Regions from separate parts of the Mus musculus genome. Here region 1 is linked to region 2. Evidence: chromatin contacts called from public HiChIP or PLAC-seq data. All regions are on one chromosome and are shown on one strand. Each heading gives the region's core, a stretch centred on a gene start, on an enhancer-like site or on the middle of the called end of the contact. The rest is flanking DNA. Distances are from core to core; before and after follow the strand shown. Region 1 overlaps Gm31889 (a long non-coding RNA gene). Region 2 overlaps Tbc1d1 (TBC1 domain family, member 1).

Region 1 (6,531 bases), core at 3,035-5,534, 550 kb before region 2:
CAGACCCTCACCTCTTCTATTCGATTCCTATTCTGTCCAGCCTTGCATGGCCATTTTAAAGGTGAGAGCCCTGCGTCGGTCCCTTGGAATATCCTGCCTATAACCACTCATTTGCAATTTGGACTCTCTATAGAGAGCCTCCCACTGTCAAAGTATCCTGTATTCATTGTCTGATACCCACTGCCCAAAACACACTCTCATTCTATCAGTTACATGCTATGGAGTCTGACATTCAGATCAACCAAAGGGTGGTCCATCATCCAGAACATGTTGTCATGTGAAGGATAGAGGATGAAAGGCATCCAGGATCCTCTTGGTGATTTGCTGGGAAATCACTGGTACCCTGCTGGGCTACTTCTGTGCTCTCAGAGTTGTTTCCATCTGCTCTGCTGTGCCCCTTGACCTGCAGCATCAATTCCCCTTGGGCTGCTTGAGGGACTCCCGCTCTAACGGTGCATCTTGAAGTCCCCTACTCAGGCTACCAAGGGTTTGGATGTCACTTACACTTGAATATCAGTTCCATTTCTTTATTTCGTTGTCATGGAGACAGGCTCTCACTATGCTGCTCTGACTCACTTAGTGCTCGCTATGTGGAACACACTAGCCTTGAACTCACGAAGATCTGGCTGCCACTGCCGCCCAAGTGCTGAAATCAAAGCCATTTACCACCACATCTGCCTGGACCACAAATTTAACAGCTAACTGCTGAGGTGCACCCCACCCCCATCACAAGGCTATGTGATGCTACTGGAGGATAATGGACTCCAGTTGTCTGGTGACAAAGAAACGGCCCAAGACGGGGTCACCAAGGTCTGAGTCAGGGGAATGGAGCAAGCGCTCTCAACCTGCGCAGTTCAACTGCAGCCTTGAGTCCTCCAACCAGAGGCGCCATCTTCAGAGGGTGCCTTGATGCTCCAGCTGCCTCGGATCTAACAGTGAATGAGTGTAGGTTCTAAAAATTAAGTAAAGTGTATGAATGGAAATAGTATCATTTATATCACGATATCATTAATATCAGGGCACTAAACCCATTCTCATATTCCCGAAACAGCTCATCATGACCCGTGATCTCCAGCTACATTCCCCGTGGAGACACCCCAGCTGAGCTAGCTGGGGATGGCTCGCTCACCTACCGGACTTCTGTCTCCCCACAGCTTTTGCCATCCGACAAATTCCGCTGTGGATCTTCTGTTTATCCCACCCCGCTCCCTGGCGTCAGCTGCTAGAATCCAAACAGTTTCAGAGGGACATCTTTGGATTCCCTCATGGGTGTCATCCAGCTGAGTCAGAAACAGGATCTCGCATAACAGCTGCCCCACAAGTAGTCTCTGAAGGAAACCATTCGTCAATGGGCATTGCTGACTCTCTGCTTTCTGGAACTCCAGTAGAGCCTCTGTTGCTGAGGCTGCCCCACTGTGGGGTGCGCCTTTGTGATACTCAAAGGATGCAGAATCTACCCATGGGACATTCTTCCCCTTCAGGAAGTACACTTTTGCTGACACTTTATGAGTTATGCCTTGACTGCCCCGTTATTCCCCTGTTCTACCCCAAGTCTTCAACCTACACACATCCCACAACTTCCTCCTGGGGTATGCCTGATTTCAGGGGTTTGCCCTAGAACTAACTATTTTAGAGTCTGCTGATTATACAAAACACCACATGACTCCCCAATCTAACACCCCCCACCCCGTTCTCACTGCTGTACCAGCCAGCAAAACCTCTGCCACAGGACCACCTGAATTCCCTGGAACATGGTACTATCAGGACTCACTATGTTCTTCAAGCAGGGGGCTCTTGACCCCAACACAGACCCATATGTATCTTCATCTTCCTCCCTTCTTCCCTTAAAGGCTTTCAGGGTTAACCAGCTCCCCGCTGTAGCTTCTGCACTCCTCCAGGGGTCTTCTCAGAGGTTGATGTCCAATCTCCATTAAAGGTTGGCAGCCTGACAATAGGCCGTTCTTGCTGGCTGATGTGGTGTGGGATCACCTGAAGCTGAGAACAAGAAGGATATATATATATATATATATATATATATATATATATATATATAATATCTTGATTTTTTGGTTTTTCGAGACGGTTTCTCTGTGTAGCCCTCACTGCCCTGGAACTCACTTTGTAGACCAGCAATGCACCTATGCACCTGGCTTTTCCACAGACGCTGGGGAGCCAGGTCAGGCCCTTGCCCTGGCACGGCAACCATTTTATAGACCAAGGCCCACACAAGTAACTGTTCTTTCTTCTTCTTCATTTGTATATCATGGGATTCCTAGGGGAGCCCCTGATGGGGGTTCACTCAGATTAAAGCATGTTTTTAAATCAAACTGCTTCTACACGTGGGAAACTATATAACACACACACACACACACACACACACACACACACACACACACACACACGGCCCTGTACTTTCCCCAGGGGACATGCACACAGGGGCAGCCCCAAGAGGAGAATATTTGGTTTATGCAGCTTGACATCATTAGTCCTCCCCTCCCCCTCCCACTGCCCCAATGGCTATGTGACTCGTTTTAGACAAGGCACTGGCAGTGACCCAGTAGCATTCAGTGTGAAACAACTTGTGGGCCAATGAATTGTCTCAGTGAGTGGAGGTGACTGCCACCAAGCCTAACCACCTGAGTTTGATCCCAGGACCCACCTGGTAGAAAGAGACCCGGCTCCTATAGGTTATCTTCTGTTCTCTACATAAATAAATAAATGTGATTTTAAACATAAAAATACAATAATTACTCTGCCAGTTGGGACCAGTTGATCTTGGGACTGGCAAGCTCTTTTACCAAGGAATTTTATTCAATTCCTTGAATAGCTTTCACTGAAACTTGAAAGGGGATGAAATGTCATTCTTGATTTAGTGTCACTGTGGGTTCAAGCTCATGAAGTTCTATTCTCTCCGTGGAGGTATTAGCTGTGGCTGAGAACTCTCTAAACTTTAAAAAGGTATGGCATGTCTTTACCCCGTAATCTGATGTTGAATTTATTTTTTTATTATATTTATTTATTTTTATTTTATTTTATTTTATTTTATTTCTTCTTCCCTCTCCCTCTTTCTCTGGCCCTGCTCTCTCTGGGCCCGCGCTCTCCAGCCCATAGAGTTTTTTAAAATTTGTTTCTCATTACGAATGGTTGTGAGCCATCATGTGGTTGGTTGCTGGGATTTGAACTCATGACCTCTGGAAGAGCAGTCAGTGCTCTTAACCGCTGAGCCATCTCACCAGCCCTAATGTTGAATTTATAATTAATGATTATATTGTCTGCAATTTTCATGCAATAAAATTCAGCCATCATATTTTGATGGGAATCCTATAATATGTTGAATAACAAAACAAAAACTTGTGAATACTGCACATGGGTGTGCTGGGGCCGGTCTGCCGCGAGATGCTCGTGTACAGAGCTCTCCTCACCGTCCAGGGAGAACAGGGAGGGCATACCATATCCTTAGCTCCAGATGCCCTGCTTTTACCCAGTCTGACCAACCCTGAAACCACTTTCCCACCCCCACCCCTTCACGTGTCAGCTCATGCATACAGTTAGAGAGAAGTCAAGAACACCCAGATAAAAGCCCAGGTTTTACTTCCCCGTGTGTGCACAGCGAGAACTGTCTGCTGTAGGCTTTATGCAAATTGGGGGGGGGGGAGAAGACAGAGGAGAACATTACCCCCAGTGTTAATTTACTCTAGGCCTCCAAGAAGTAGGAGCCGTGGCCTTTTGAGTAAGGAGCCGGACGAAGGTTAAACTAGACCGATAAATAGCCAAGAGCCAGCTATTCATATAACTTTGTTTTAAACTATGTTAAGGAAACAAAATGGGAAGAAATGATATGGGAGCTGGGCATGGAACCCAGGGGCTAGACTGTCTAGGATTTGAGAAGGGCTGTGTTTTATCGCCAGCAGCACACGACCAAGCACGGTGGCACACGACTATAATTCCAGGACTTAGGAGAGGAGAGTCAGGAGTATCAGAAGTTCAGGGGCATCCTCAGCTACACAGGAAGTTGAGGGAGGGGGAGGGGAAGGGGAGGGGGAGGGGGGAGAGAAGGAAGGGGGAGGGGGGGAGTGAGAGGGGGAGGGGGAGAGGCAGGAAGGGGGAGGGGAGGGGGAGAGGGGGAGGAGAAGGGGAAGGGGAGGGAGAGGGAGGGGGTGGGAGAGAAAAACCAAATCTAGAAAATAGAAAGTCAGAGTCTGCCAGAGAAGAATAGCAGGAACCATTGATAACAACCTCCTCTCCCTCCTACACACTCCTGTGTCTGCCAAGAAGCAAGGGCCTGCCTGGAGTCAAAGGGCCCTAGTGGACAAGAAGTGGTTTCACTTCACGTGCTATTCCCTGAGAGCCCTTCTCACTTGGGAAAGCAGAAGTTCATGTATTAAAATAGAACGATTGTGCATGTAAGAATAATGCCATCAGCAAAGCGGCTCTTCCTGCTCTAACATTCAGTCATACGGTCTGTGGCTAGCTCTTTCCAGTATGGACTCTGCTGGCATCTCTAGCTTAGCTTTTGACAGGAGAATTTAGGAGTGCTAGCTGAAAAACCTGGCATTGTTTACTGTAAACCCTGTACTGAATTCTCAAATAAATCCTTTGTGCCAGAAAGGTCTAAGAAGGACCCTGCGCTCTGCACAGCTCACCCTGACCAGAGCACCTGCTCAGCTGGTCAGTGCTGGGGTGGCAGTGGGGCGCAGTGTGTGCTGCAACAGGTCTTGGGGATTGGACCGCCCAGGTTTCCTTATCTCTCCCTCTTCCTCCTCCTCCCCCCCCCCCCCCATTGCCTCTTAAAGACAGAGAGCATAGTCCTTTCCCCATCAATTTAGTTTTCCCTCCTTTCCGATCAGGTGTAACAGTAGAGAAATTAAAACTAAACTGGCCTAGAACCAGGGATGGAGTTAATAAAAGATGCTAATCTGAGAGCCTGTTAGAAACACAGCATTTCAGGCTCAACCCAGACCTACAGAACCAGAGCTTTCCTTTCAGCAAGATTGCTCTACTTGCCAGTACACAACAGTTCCAGGAACCCTGGGGGAAAGAAAGCTTTAAAAGAACCTAGGGTTTTTTTTCGGGGGGGGGGGGGGGGGGTTTCCTCTGTGAAATTTTGGATTACAGTGCCATCTTGTGGTCACATCAGTAGTTACACTTGTTCGTTGAAGAGGATGAGCTACCAGAACAACTCAGTAAAGGTCAAAAGGAAAAAAATGAGCAGTAGTCAGAGGTCTGCCATTGCGGTCTCTTTCCACACAGTGTCCATTGAAAATACACAGTTCTTCTCCCAACGGTGCCCTCTCCCCTAATTCAGAAGAGCTGCCGGTGGATCTAGGGGTTTTCTTCATCAGAAGTGGTAGCACACATTCAGGAATTTCGTCCCACTTACACCTTCATGTTTCTAAAACTAAATTATCCTAGAGGGTTAAAAGATCACTGGGTCTACTGAATGAGTTCCAGGACAGCCAGGGCTACTAAGAGAAACCCTGTTTTGAAAAAACCAGAAAACAAAACAAAACAAACAGAGATTATCTAGACAGTGATCCCTCTTTAAGGGTGAGGACTGCTTTCATTTTTTAAATATTTATTTATTTATTTTGTGTGTGTGTGAATGCTGTAGAAACGCCAGAAAGGGGCATTAGTTTTCATTATTGGTGGTTGTGAGCCACCATGTGGTTACTGGGATTTGAACTCAGGACCTGTGGAAGAGCAGTCAATGCTATTAACCGCTGAGCCATCTCTCCAGCCAAGGACTGCTTCATTATTAGAGCTGGCTTTTACTGGGCACCAGCTATGTATCGTGTGCTGTCTAAACTGCTGGTGGATTTACCTATTTGGCCTTCACAGTTCAGCGAGTCAGCCCAGCACGGTGGTACTCACCTGTAGTCCCATCACTTGGGAAGCTGGGGCAGAAGGATGGTCACGATCTACATAGAAAGACCCTTTCTTCAAAACCAAAACAGCAAGAAACAGGCTGGAGGATCTCTGTGAGTTTGAGGCCAGCCAGGGCTACACAGTGAGACTCTGTCCCAACAAATAGACAAGTAGGATGAAGCAGGTGGTCTTTTAACTCTAATCTGCAGGAGCTCACCTGACAATAGCCTTTATCTATATCAGGCTGAGCATCTATCATTTGAAAACCTGAAGTCTGAAATGCTCCAGAATTATTTTTTTTTCCTAAAATGAACTCTTACTCTGTAGCCCAGGCTATCCTGTCTTGCCTCAACCTCCTGTATAGCAGGGTTACAGATGTGAGACACCACATCTGACAAAATCTGACACCCTGAACATCAATGTAATGTCCAAAATGGAGAAGTCTGCTCCTGACAGCATGCCAAAAATATAAATAGGGGTAGAGTGCTTGGCCACCATTTGGATGGCTGTAAGTTTGACCCCCCCCCAAATACCACAAATAATAACAAAAGCAATAATAACAAATAAAATACTGGATAAAGTTCCCTTAAGGCCATGAGTATAGGATGCATTTGAAACTCAGTTCCACTTCCTGTTGCTGTGACACAAACAATGTAGGAGAGGAAG
Region 2 (6,849 bases), core at 1,973-4,472:
CTCTAAACATCTTGATCTTTTATCGTCAGCAATCTCTACTGGGAAGGCATCATTCTATAGAACCGAAATTGGCTTCCACACCTGACCCACACCACTCACGATCAGCTACTCTCACTGTAACTCCCAGCTAATTTACCCGAAACATTCACTGTTTCAGAGTAATGGTGCTACTCTATTTAAAAACTAGACATACCACAGCCTGCCAACAATAGTAACACTAGCACAGCAAAAGAATGACACACAGTCGGTTAGTCTCTTGGTTACAGAAAAGTCACTTCCTGAACATTGCAATTAATACCACTGAGAAGAAAAACCAAACCATTCATTTTAACAAAATCCTGAACCCTACGAATGTATTTCAGAAGAACCATGACAAGAATGGAAGCCTCTTACTGTAATAAATTACGGATGACATGTGCACGCGATCATACCTGGATTCCTATGGCCTTTTGCCATTCACACACACAACATACAGGCCCAGTCATACATTTTATCTTTTGATACATATCTGTGACGTGGCTTCCATATGCCAAGCATCCACCTGGAAGACAAAGTAGTGAGAAGCAGTTCTTTCTCAGGCAACACACCGAACCTCTGCAGGCATCTGGAGAGCCCAGTGTCCATACCTGACTGATGGTCTTCTCCATCTGCACCAGGCCCAGGTTGGGGAGTGTGTTCTTTATGAAGTCCACTATGGTTTCCAGGTTCTCATGCTGTAGAATCAAGGGCTTATGGCTCCCCAAAAGACTTAAAGCTACTTTAAATATGACCTCTGATCCCTGAAGGAAGATCATATCTGGGAAGACACAGAAATGCAGAGTTAAACCCTGCCAGTTCCTGGCTAAATACCACTATATTCTCTCTTCCTTGCCTCATGGAGCAGAAGGGTGGGAAATATAAGCCCAAGTTACAAATGTTTCCTTTTTAAGAGCCCGTTATTTCAGACAGTACTTAAGACAATATGGCAAGTGAGAATAATTAAAACCCAATAAATGTCAGCTGTAACGCAGACCCCTGTGCCATTCACTCATCTTCATGTGATCACATATCTGTACTCAGGAATTAATAAAAACAGCAACAGTAACTGTGCTTGGAAAAGCACTTTAGTGCCTGGCACTGGAAAGCCACTGCAGCCAGCTGAGCTATGGCACAGTGGCTCTCTTCCTTCTGGACTCTCCCCTTTCTTCTCTGTATTTTTTTTCCTAACGATTTATTTATTTATTTATTTATTTATTTATTTATTTATTTATTTATTACATGTAAGTGCATTGTAGCTGTCGTCAGACACTCCAGAAGAGGGAGTCAGATCTCATTACAGGTGGTTGTGAGCCACCATGTGGTTGCTGGAATTTGAACTTCGGACCTTCAGAAAAGCAGTCGGGTACTCTTACCCACCGAGCCATCTCACCAGCCCTCTTCTCTGTATTTTTAAGCCGTTCAGAAACAGGTAGGAGGTGGAGGGAACCTTAAGTGCAACAAGATGGATCCCACCATACTGCAGACTGCCTCCTGAGAGCAACACACATACCTCCTTTCTCTTGTGGGACTTCCCACAGCCCTGGTACTGCGCTCTCTCCCTTGGTGACCTCACGCAGCCTCTCTTTTCCAGCCCCCTGACTCTGTCTAGGGGAACCCTCTCCTATCCTTAACTTTCTCCTAGGAGGCTGCAGGCCTGTGCTTGTGGAGCCTCCACCTTCCTATCACAGTGTGACAACCACTGTTAGGGCGCACTGTGCAAAACCACGCTGTGGCCACTATGTCACACTGCTTGCAGGCTAGTGGTTCCCCGGCCACAGGACAACTCTCATTTCTGACTCCGTTTTCATTCTAAAGCTCCTGTGACTTGTGTCAAGCCCTCAGCTTTACACTCCTCTTCATTTTAGCCTCCCCGGCAGGGCATTCCACAGACGAACCAGGAGCCGAACCCTGCAGCCCGACCCCTCCAGCAGGACAGACAGCTATTTTTCCCAAAGGCACATGTGGTCAGAGGGTGAACAGAGTAAACATTATTTTTCTTTCTTAAAAAAAAAAAGTTATTTCACTTTATATTTATGTGCCTGTGTTTATGTGCATGTGTGTGCAGGTGACTGTGAAAGCCAAAAGAGGTCGTCAGAACTGTGCAAATGGAAAATCATAGGCAGTTTTGAGCTGCCTGATAGAGGTGCTGGGAACTGAACTTGTATCCTCTGCAAGAGCAATCTGTGCTCTTAGCCTCTGAGCCATCTTGTCAGCACCAGGGCAAGTGTTTCTTCCAAGGTCCCTGTTCCACTCAGATTAGAAATGAGGCCATGGGGACTGGACAGAGGACGGACATCTAGCTCAGTGTGCTCACCATGGGGTCAAGGCACACACACTGACAGAAGCTGCCTCTCAAGAAGCATGTCCTTCTTTGGTGGTGACCTATTAATTAATATGGGAGCTGTGTTGGTGCAAGCTGGGGATCTCTTTGCACTCATTGACTGATTGATTGATTGGTTGATTGTATTTGTATGTATGCCCTGACACTTATGGGAAGATGAGGGACAACTTGCTGGAGTCAGTTCTCTCCTTCCACCATGTGGGTTCTAGGGACCAAACTCATGTTAGGACTGAACTCATGTTGGTTCTATCATGGCTGGCAGCAAAAGCCCTTAGCTGCTGAGTCATCTGGTTGACTCTGCAAATTGGCAACTGTCTATTCAGGTGTAAACAGAATTGCCGACAAAGGTTCACCTGCTTTAGGATTTATCTGGATTTAAAGGCTAATAATGAAAAAAGTCCAGGCCAGAAATGTCTAAGAGCCTGAATGGCAAAAGCAGGCAACTAGACTACTCACGGTATGGAGCTCAACAAGCAGGCTGAGGAAAACAGCTGGGACAATCTACCTTTCCAGTGGAACAGGCTGAGGGGGGCTATGCAAAAGCACCTGGTGGGATGTCATAGCACACAGCCTTCTTTGGGCCCCTGCTTCCTGCCTGCACTCCCAGGAGCCCTTGTTAGTCAGTCAGGAACCCACTAGTACAGCAGGGAGCTGTGGGCTCCAGGAATTTTGCAGACATTGGCATTTTTTAGGCACACTGTATATAAAACTCGAAGACTCATCACTCCTTCAGAGAAAAACATCCTGCCTGAACTGGTTTCAGCTTTTATTATTAGAATTTAAGTCACGAGAACATGCTGCACAGAGCTCCAAGTGATTCTGCGGCAGGAAGGCTCCCAGCTCCAGGGAGGAGGAGGCTGCTTGCTTTCCCAGTCCTTCAGCGGCTTACACAGCCTAATGAGACTGCTCCCCTGGAGCCCAGCACTGTCCCTGCAGGTGGCAGCTCTGCTTGGCCCAGGCAGGGCTGCCACTCATCCCTGGTAGCTAAGTCTGTGGTCAGTGCAGCCCCCTTGGCAGTTTCCCCACAAACCATGGAATTCAACTTCTCAGCTGTTCTCAGCCTGTCAACAGCCAGCTCTCCCCGCCCCCGTTGCCCTCGTTCTAGTCCTCACATGACCCACAGAGAGAACAGATTAAGACAAAGGGGAAGGGTGTGAGGGCAGGTTTTTTTGTTTGTTTTTTCCATTTCTAAGGTACAGGAAACAAAAACTCAGAAGTTATTGGCAAGAACTGAAGCCCACAGCTAGAGATACATCCTGTAACTCTTTGTCAGTATAGCAAGCACCCTGTTTTGAAGCATTTATTTATGTATTTATGTATGTATTTATTTATTTATTTATTTTGAGACAGGTTTCTCTCTATAACAGAGCTGGCTGTCTTGGAACTTGCTTTGTAGACCGGGCTGGATTCGAACTCATGCCTGCCTCTGCCTCCTGGAGTGCTAGGATTAAAGGTGTGAGTCATCACACCTGGCCCAAGGGTTTTATTTTTCTTACCTGTGGTCTAAATGTCATAAAATCTCATAATTTGCCTAACTGCAAGATAAATTCTACTCTCTAGCTTACTGTGGTAATTCAATCTGGGGAGAGAGTTATACAAAAGAGGGTAATAGCACTTTAAAAATACAGATTCCAGTCACAGAGGGGAGTCTTCAAAGGTTCCTGTGGACAAAGAGATAAAGGTAACAGTCCCTCACTCTACTGGGAGAGGAGGAAAAGGAAGCCAAGGCTTACTCAAAGACAAGTGTTCAGGGCAGACAGATGGCTCAGCGGTTAAGAGAATTCTCTGCTCTTCCAGAGGATACAAACTCAACTCCTAGCACCCCATGGCAGGCACTCACGCTACCTTAATTCCAATTTCAAAGGACACACAGCACTTTTCTGGCCTCTCAGACACTCGCATACATATGGCATACACCGTGACAGGGACATACATATACACAAAATAAACATAAATTTAAAAACATAAAGTTTCAGCATTTTTAGGAATCATGTCTAGTCAAGTATATACAAAATAGTGTATTGTTTGCGAACAATCCCTTGAGATGCTCTCTGAGGGGCTGGAGAGATGGTAAGCACTTGCCATATAAGCAAGAGGACCTGGGTTTGGAACCCTAGTACCACATGACAACTGGGTATCATGGTGCAAGCCCAGTCTGGAGGGGTAGAGACAGGAGATTCTCTAGGGCTTACTGGCCGGCCAAAAAATGAGAGACAATGTCTCAAATATAATGTGGAGAGGGCTAATGGAAGATACCTGCTATCACTCCCTGGCTACCATATCCATAAGTATTCATAAGTGCACATGCGCACACACAAATCTCCTCTCAAGTTCTAAAATAAATCTGTAAAAGTGTAATTGCATGTGTTTGAAAGTAGGAGAGGTGACTAATGGGACCTGCCCTAGGCCAGGCCAGGGTTATCAAAAGTTCAACAGGACTTGAAAGTCTCCATTCCAAGCTTGACTATATAGCTATAAAGACCAAGCAAACCACCAGGGTAGCAATGACGCTGCTTTGTGACAGGGGAACGCTGGCTGGCAGATGGATGGAGGAAGCTCACCAAAGACTCTGGCTACAAAGCCGAGTGGGAACTGTGAGGCGAACACAGTGAGAAACCAGGGAGCCGCGTAGAGGCTGGGGCCGATCTCGTGCTCTTCCAGGTGGTTGTAGAGGTCTCGGTGGTAATCGTGGAGGAGCCGTGACAGCTGGTACATCTGGATCTGTAGGAACACACGTCCATAGGGGCTGGGAACTGAGCACCAACTACATGTATAGATTTACTCATTGGGGGGGGGCGGTGTTTAGCCCTGTCAATTCTCTATTTGGCTTAGAGTATCCACTGACCTAATGCATCCACCCAAGCTTCCTGGGAACAGGCTCCCATTGATCAGTAGAAGCCTAGAGCACTAGTGCTGGGTCTGCTTCCACTCCAGCGTCCTCCCCTTGTGCTCCCCAGCTAAGAGACCCTAAACATCTGCCTGTGCAAAGATCTAAACAATTGCCTTACATTCTTAGAAAAACTCTAACCAAGGGGAATTTGGAACAAAAATCTCCTGCTAGGAGTGAACCAAGGGCCCCTTCATCATGGTCCCAGAGAGTGAGCCCTCTCTCTCTGTGCTCAACAGTCAACTCCCAGAGTCAGTCTACAGGTGAGAGTCAAGTCTCACAGTGGCTGCCTTCCCTTTGTGAGATTCATGTTCACATAGTTCAAGCTTACAGGAAAAACCAAATGAACTTTTAATAACGCATCCTGGTATTTTCAAACAAAGTCCTTAGCTCCAATGGTACATTCTAAAGCCCTGAAGTTACAGAACCCTGCTGGGAAATGAATGGACGACCAGCTAATAAGTAATGCTCTGGATACTCCCAGATCAGGGCCCAGAGCTTTCTCCACCTCTGGAAAGCAGCAAGCACAGTGCTTGATGAGCTGGGTGTACTGTTGTGTCTGGCCCTCCTCCCGCCCTGCCTGGAAGGTGGGGCTGGAACCCAGGACTTCACCAGGGGTTGGGAAACAACCACTGCGCTACATCTAGACTTTTCTGTTTGTCTGTTTTTGAGACCGGGCCTTCCATGGCGCTCACCTATAGGGTAAACTCACTATACAGGCCGGGACAGCCTACAACTTTGGATTCTTCTGCCTCAGCCTCCTAAAGGTGGGCTTACAGCACCCAGCCCAGCTTGCTTTTCTGTTGATGAACTTGCTCATAAATCAAATACTGACAGGGTTTCTATTCCATTCCAGGAACTGCTAGCAGCTAGGGGTATAACTCAACAAAATCTTCTCTCATTAAGGAAATCAGGATATGAGAAGCTAGGAAGTAAATAACTAGGGTGGTTTATGGCAGGAACTGTGTTGTCCTGAAGGCATGAGACAAGGTAGCAAGACATGGTCTGTCTGTCAAGAGTGGAAATGAGGGACAGTGCCAGCACAGGCAGGAGGAGCTTCTGGGATACAGTTCCTGACAGTGGAGCTGAGCCCTGGATGATGACAGTGGATGGAGAGAGGATGCCAGGCAGAAAACAGAACAGATCACAGGGTCCGAAGCACCAGAGACATCCATAGAAGGCTAAGGGAAGGGACGTGAGGGAAGGTCCTAGAGCCAGACAGGCCTGGATTTAAATTCCACCTCTAGTCCCACTTTCCAGGGAGGGAGAAAGAGAAGGAAGGAGGAAAACATAAAACCTCTAGCTGTGTGCTCTGGGCCAACTTCATAATCCATTTGCACCTCAGTTTCCCTGGCTACAAGCTGAGTGAATTAGCAGCATCGTCCTGAGAGCCATCATGGGAAGCACACAGAGCAACACCTAACACAGATGAGATGGCAGCAGCCAGCAGTGGACAGGAGCCTAGATCTGCCCATAGAGGAATGGCATCTTTTTACTTATGTCGCAAGGATGCTTGGTACCTGCAAAATAATCATGTCTGGCCGATACTGTTTCCGCAGCCCCATGTCAAACATCAGGAACTTGAGCATCTTGAACGCCTCTT

The links. HiChIP or PLAC-seq counts read pairs in DNA pulled down with a chosen protein or histone mark.
Region 1: an H3K4me3 HiChIP or PLAC-seq map of bone marrow-derived macrophages shows a contact between it and region 2, with 5 times the contacts expected there. The contact joins two enhancer-like sites. A contact is called at or near these places in 1 of 15 datasets of contacts at CTCF or cohesin (the NIH/3T3 cell line), 1 of 484 Hi-C or Micro-C datasets (bone marrow-derived macrophages) and 4 of 115 datasets of contacts at active chromatin or transcription factors (bone marrow-derived macrophages, embryonic basal ganglia, liver and 1 more).

Annotation. Positions count from the first base shown.
Region 1 is chr5:64,882,249-64,888,779 of GRCm38.p6, reverse strand. Gm31889 (a long non-coding RNA gene) reads right to left here. Exons shown (of 5, transcript XR_001784867.1): 4 at 1,772-1,995; 5 at 514-952. Among named protein-coding and RNA genes, the nearest start is that of Gm31889, 6.0 kb to the right of the region's middle. Within about 2 kb of position 4,284, at least 181 of the 459 cell types and tissues checked have an H3K27ac peak or open chromatin away from gene starts, as enhancers often do. A contact at or near this core is called in bone marrow-derived macrophages and liver, where this site is marked.
Region 2 is chr5:64,333,509-64,340,357 of GRCm38.p6, reverse strand. Tbc1d1 (TBC1 domain family, member 1) reads right to left here. Exons shown (of 22, transcript NM_001310611.1): 18 at 6,767-6,849; 19 at 4,921-5,080; 20 at 627-796. Among named protein-coding and RNA genes, the nearest start is that of Gm43837, 41 kb to the left of the region's middle. Within about 2 kb of position 3,222, at least 140 of the 459 cell types and tissues checked have an H3K27ac peak or open chromatin away from gene starts, as enhancers often do. A contact at or near this core is called in bone marrow-derived macrophages and liver, where this site is marked.